Regions from separate parts of the Podarcis muralis genome. Here region 2 is linked to region 1. A link is a contact called in public Hi-C data. All regions are on one chromosome and are shown on one strand. Each heading gives the region's core, a stretch centred on a gene start, on an enhancer-like site or on the middle of the called end of the contact. The rest is flanking DNA. Distances are from core to core; before and after follow the strand shown.

Region 1 (2,846 bases), core at 170-2,669:
AATATTGGATGTGTGTTTTTTATTGCTGTATTGTTGTATTGGTTTTTATGGTTTTTTGGGTCTTTTTTATGTATTGTAATGTATGCTTTGTTAAATTTTTTTGTTGTTTTCTTTTCTTCTTTTCTCTGTAATTTTAAAACTTCTAATAAATATCATTAAAAAAAAAAAGGAGCATGATGCGTCCCCCACCAGAGGTACTACCCTGCCCCTAACATTCCATACACCCAGTATAGCTAATATAATGTTTGATTTATTTATTAAAATTGTATCCTCCCTTCTACCCAAAGGAGCCCAGGAAGGCAAATAGGTTGCGGTGTGTTCTTGGTTGGGGTGGGTGTGTGGTATTCACAGCATTTTTTCCCCCCTGATTTGCAAATGTGCCCATGGGTCCAACAGGGTTGGTAGCCCTGAAGGCGGTGGATTCTCCTAAAGAGATATATTTTTAAGCGGAGGCTGGCTGACCACCTATCAGGGATGCTATTAACACAGTGAGAGCTGGACCATAAAGAAGGCTGATCGCCGAAGAATTGATGCTTTTGAATTATGGTGCTGGAGAAGACTCTTGAGAGTCCCATGGACTGCAAGAAGATCAAACGCACCCATTCTTAAGGAAATCAGCCCTGAGTGCTCACTGGAAGGACAGATCGTGAAGATGAGGCTCCAATACTTTGGCCACCTCATGAGAAGAGAAGACTCCCTGGAGAAGACACTGATGCTGGGAAAGATGGAGGGCACAAGGAGAAGGGGGTGACAGAGGACGAGATGGTTGGATAGTGTTTTCGAGGTTACCAGCATGAGTTTGACCAAACTGCGGGAGGTAGTGGAGGACAGAGGTGCCTGGCGTGCTCTGGTCCATGGGGTCACGAAGAGTCGGACACGACTAAACGACTAAACAACAATTAACACAGCAGATTTCCTCCATCTCCTGGCGGGTGACAATAGATGACCTTGGAGGTCCCTCCCAACTCTTAGGATCCGTTGATATGGATCGACTTGGTCGTCAAATAACTGATCAACCAAGAGCTTGCGGGGGGCGAGAGGGCGCCCGGCAGTGTGAACCGGAACTCGCGTTGGCGCGCAAAAAAAATGAAGGAGAACCCGGCGTCTCCAAAGGGTGAACGGCGAGCGAGGAAACTTTAAAGCTGCCGGCGGCTCCAACGAGGGCCCCCCTCCCCGCTTCCCCGTTTTCATGCATAAGAAGCGATCCACTTTTTCCTCGTGATTGGAACCAGATGCTCCTCAGCAGGGAGAGCTTTTATTGCGACGGCTGCGGGGGGGGGGGGGGTTAGGGCTGGATCGGGGGACGGTCGCGAGTGGCTTCTCACGCTCTTTCGTTCGCCTCAGGTGAGCGCCACTCGTGACCCCCCCCCCCACCGAGACCCCGTGAAAACTCAGCAAACAGACTCCTGCTACGAAGCTCGGGGGCTGGAGACCCCTTCCTCCCAGTTCCAGCTTGATCCTGTGAGCCAAGAGCGGAGAATAGTCCCCCGCCCCCCGTTTCCTTGGGATGAGAGTCTGAGGGAGAGAGGAAGTTGGGAAGCTCGCCGTGGTCTGGCAACGGCCGGGGCTTCCCGCTCTGGACCGCCCGCCACCGCCCCCTCGGCCGTCGTGGGCTAAGGCGGGCTGCGGCAGAAGCCCTCTCGCCCCAGGGAGCCGCTTTCGTTGCCGGCCGCCGGGTTACTGGATCCCATTAATCTCCCGCACTGGCCCTCGCTGTCTCCACTTCCTGTCTTGGCATATTTCTCTGTCTCGCCCTCCCCTCCCCCCGCGCGTTTCCAGATTCTCTTTTAGGAAAAAAAAGCGAGGGAGGTTGAGGGGGGGGGGGGGAGAAGAGAGAGAGAGAGTTGCATCTGGCCAAGCGAAGAGATCAGAACTGGAGGCGATCTCCGGCGAGCTGCAACAGCTGGACTCGACATCTGCACTTCTTCCAGCGCAGGGCAGCAGCCCAGGTAAGGGAGAAGGAGAGACGCCGGGCTCTGGCTGGCGGGGCGGCCCGAGAGGGTCTCTCTCGTTTCCTACACACGGGAGAGCCCAGGAGGCGATTGCAGTTGCCATCTGGAAGGCTTCGGGTTTCGCTTTTTCCAGGGAATGGGGAGGGGAGAAGCTTCTTCTGCGGCGCTCCTCAGGGAAAGGGCTGCCTGCGTCTCTGCGGCTGAGACAGCGCTTGGACGGGGCGAGCGCCCGGCAGTTCTCTGGGAAGAACAATAGATCCACCTCGGCGCGAAGGGAAGAGGAGGGACGCCGGGCAGGCGAGCCCCCCCCCCCCCGGAGATCCACCTTTGGGTCTTCCTTGCATGCGACCCGGGGCTCGGACTTTGCTTGCTTGCTCGTAATGTTCGGGTTGTTTCGGGGTATTTTCTAGCTCTTTGCTTGGAGGGGGTTCAGGGCACCTTCGAGATGAGGAAGGAGGGAGCGTATTCTTTCTCCCCTTCCCATAAATCGACTTGCACTGCCCGGTTTAGGAGGATAGGTGGCGCTTACGCACCGTGCTCACCCCTTTCGCCAGCTGTTTCTCACCGATAACACGTCTGGGAAGAAAACTTTTTTTTTAAAAAAAGATTCTTTTGATTCCGGGGATCTGCCTATAAATGTTATTGATATCTGGACCCATCCGCTATTATTTAGTCAGATATAGAAATGAATGAGTACTGACACCCAAGCGACATACCACAAAAGACAGCATTACTGTATATTGAATTTTACAAACAAATGGCAAAGCAGCTTCTTCCTTCCTTCCTTCTCTCCCTCCCTCCCTCCCTCTTTCCCTCCACCTCCTCCTCAGTCTAGGATGGTTAACCACGGATAATAGTTAGAAAATGGACATTTGGATACAAAGGGACATTGCC
Region 2 (2,846 bases), core at 113-2,612, 240 kb after region 1:
GTCAAGCACAATAAAATTTTGTTCATCTCTGTTAGACCAAATGATACACCAGAACGTTTAGCACAGGTGACACCACCTAAAAGATGGAATGTGTATGCACACCTACCACCCCCATGCTAATTGTTACCTCTTCCTTGGGAGATTGTGTATCTATGTAACTACTTGAGACTGTGTTTGAATGTTTCCCTTTCTATACATGAAAAGCTAACGTCAATAAGATGAGTCATCTACCTGATTTACTCATGATCCAAATGTGCAAAGAACGCACTTGCAGTTGGACCCTGCTACAGTCGAGAAAGGACTGTATTACATGTTATTTCTGTACATATAAATTTTCAGTGACAACACCCTTCTAGTCGACATAACTTTTTTCCACATGGATCACTTGAAAATTTTTGAGGGTCTTGACAGACCACTTGATGATTTTCCTGACTGTTGTAGTAGTTGTAATGTGCTGTGCTAGATGCTGTATAATATTAGTTGTATTTTACTGCTTCTTTTATGTCTTATTACCTTGTATGTCCATAACATTGAAACTGTAATACAAAAAACACAATGTAAGAAATAAAAGCAATAAAAATACCATTAAAATCAACATGAATATTTTATGTGATTGATGTCTGTTGCCTTCAACCACAAATTGATAGACACACTGTGGACCACATGAATGAAACTTGCAGACCACTTGTGGTCCATGGACCACAGTTTAGGAACTCCTGACATAATGACTGCATAACAGGTAAGGAGTTGCAAAGAGCACCCATTCCTCATAGCAAGATTGTACCCTCCCTTGTGCAAATTGTATATTGCGCTGTTTGTGTCGATTGAGGGTTTTCCTGCTACAATAAAGAGATAATGTAGTGCCACACAGTTAGAAGTTGTTTAAAAAGCTCAGAAGTGATCCTGTTGTGAGGCAAGATGAAGAGGGTGCCTCAACGGGCATATTTTGGGCACTGTTAAAAAGTGGCATCAGAGTGGGATATTTGATTTACAGGACACAATAATTTGAGCTCTGTCCATAGAGCATGAGACTCTTAATCCCAGGATCATGGGTTTGAGCCCCACACTGGGTGAAACATTCCTGCATTGCATGGGGTTGGACTAGATGACCCTCATGATCCCTTCCAACTCTACTGTTCTCCTGTGCAAGCTGCACTGAGGTGTGGGAGCTAGTGGGGTTGTCCCCCCTCCAGATACCGAAGTATCTTGGTCCGGGAGCCCCCCACCTCGGCCTAAGATCCTTTAACCCTCTTGTTTCCAACAACCCCGCGTCAGGGGGCAGTCTGCGGCTTATACTGTAAGTCCTTGCAAGGCATTTGAAACTTTACAAAGCAGCCTTGCTAAGTGAGGAACTTGGAAGATGCAGGAATTGCACATTATGGTACTCGGTGCAAGTGGCTCTTTCCTGCTTCCTGGGGCCATGTCTTGAGCACACCACTCCTTATACGCGAAAGAGCATCCAAGGCAGCAGCAGCAGCAATAAGAACTGCGGAGCCAAGTGAGCCTCACGAAATCAGAAAGAGGACAATCCCAACGGACAAGTTTCGCAGGGAGCTGAGAGACTCCCAGCCTATTTTCTGAGGGGAAAGATCCACGGTATTCATTGCTATTTACTTCCCAGATTGCCCTGCTAAGTTTCCTTAGAGGCTGGAATGGTGGGGCAGAGCGGCGGCTGCAGCCGGTTTTTGAAATGTAACTTTTTTCAAAGCGAAGAGCAAGTTCTCTCAGAGCGCCGGTCGGCTGAGGTAACGCCCGCCCTTCTGTTACCGAGAGAAAAGCGAGGGGGAGACGGGAAAGTCCCACCGCCCCTTCCTCCTCCTCCTCCTCCCTGAGGTGGGGCCGGCCGGCCTCTGAGGAGGGCGGGGGGAGGGGGTTGCAGGGAGGAACGTCTCCGCGCTCTGCGCTACTTTGTCCCTACGAGGCCCCTGTACTACCCGCGGTGCCCAGGCTGGGCGGCTGTGGAGAAAAGTTTCTGCATGCGCGAAGGGGCTGAAGAGCCGGCCGGGGACCGAGAGGCGGGAAAAAGCCGCCACGGCAGGGCCGCGGGGTCGGTGAGGTGTGTGCGTTTGCCGCTGCGAAGCGAGGGGCGAGAGGGGGAAGGAGGGAGGGAGCCAGGGAGGGAGGCTGCAAGTTGTCCGGTTGCCATGACGACGAAGAGGATGCCGGCTGCGTTTGGGCGCCCGCAGCGGCCGCTTCCAGGGAGGGGAGCGCAGCATCTCCGCCGCTTGTGGGCGCTTTTCGGGGCTGCCGGGCGAAGGAGGGACCTGCTTGTGTTTTTGTCAGCCAGCTTCCTTTGGGGTCCCTCACAATCCGCGCGTGTGACCCGCTGGGTCACTTATTCGGAGATTCTGCCGTGTTATCCGTTCTCAGAGGGGCCGGCCGGGTTAGGCTGCAGCAGCAAAAGCAACGTAGAGGCTGGTGGCAGCTTACTCTGCTATTATAGTTTAATAAATCGATCTAAAGCGTTGCATGAATATATACGCGGGGTAGGCAGGTTTGTGGAGGACGGAGGAGAGGTACATCTCCTCTGGCAGTGATGTTGCAGCCTTAAACGCACCTGTTATTTATTCATTTGATTTATTTATAAAAGCACTTATACACTGCTATAGCGTAAGCCATCTCCAACCAGTTTACAGCAATAGTATCTTCACAGAATAAAAGTGCATTAAAAATTAAAATCAGATGTATTCTTAATTGCCTGTGTAAGCTTGGTAGCAGAGAAAGGTTTTCTGCAGGCTGAAATAGAGGGTGCCTGCTGAATCTCTGTTGGCAGAGCATTCCACAGGACAGGGTTGATAACACCAAAGGCTCGGTTTCATGTTGCTGTCAGGTGAGCCTTGCCAGCT

The links. Hi-C and Micro-C count contacts between places; a contact is called where the count stands out from the background.
Region 2: a contact with region 1 is called in a Hi-C map of blood, with 4 times the contacts expected there. The contact joins the promoter of STK33 here to the promoter of DENND2B in region 1. A contact is called at or near these places in 2 of 3 Hi-C or Micro-C datasets (blood and tail).

The regions. Positions count from the first base shown.
Region 1 is chr1:68,904,621-68,907,466 of rPodMur119.hap1.1, forward strand. DENND2B (DENN domain containing 2B) reads left to right here and starts at 1,420. Exons shown (of 21, transcript XM_077930615.1): 1 at 1,420-1,949.
Region 2 is chr1:69,141,215-69,144,060 of rPodMur119.hap1.1, forward strand. STK33 (serine/threonine kinase 33) reads left to right here and starts at 1,363. Exons shown (of 16, transcript XM_028732017.2): 1 at 1,363-1,596.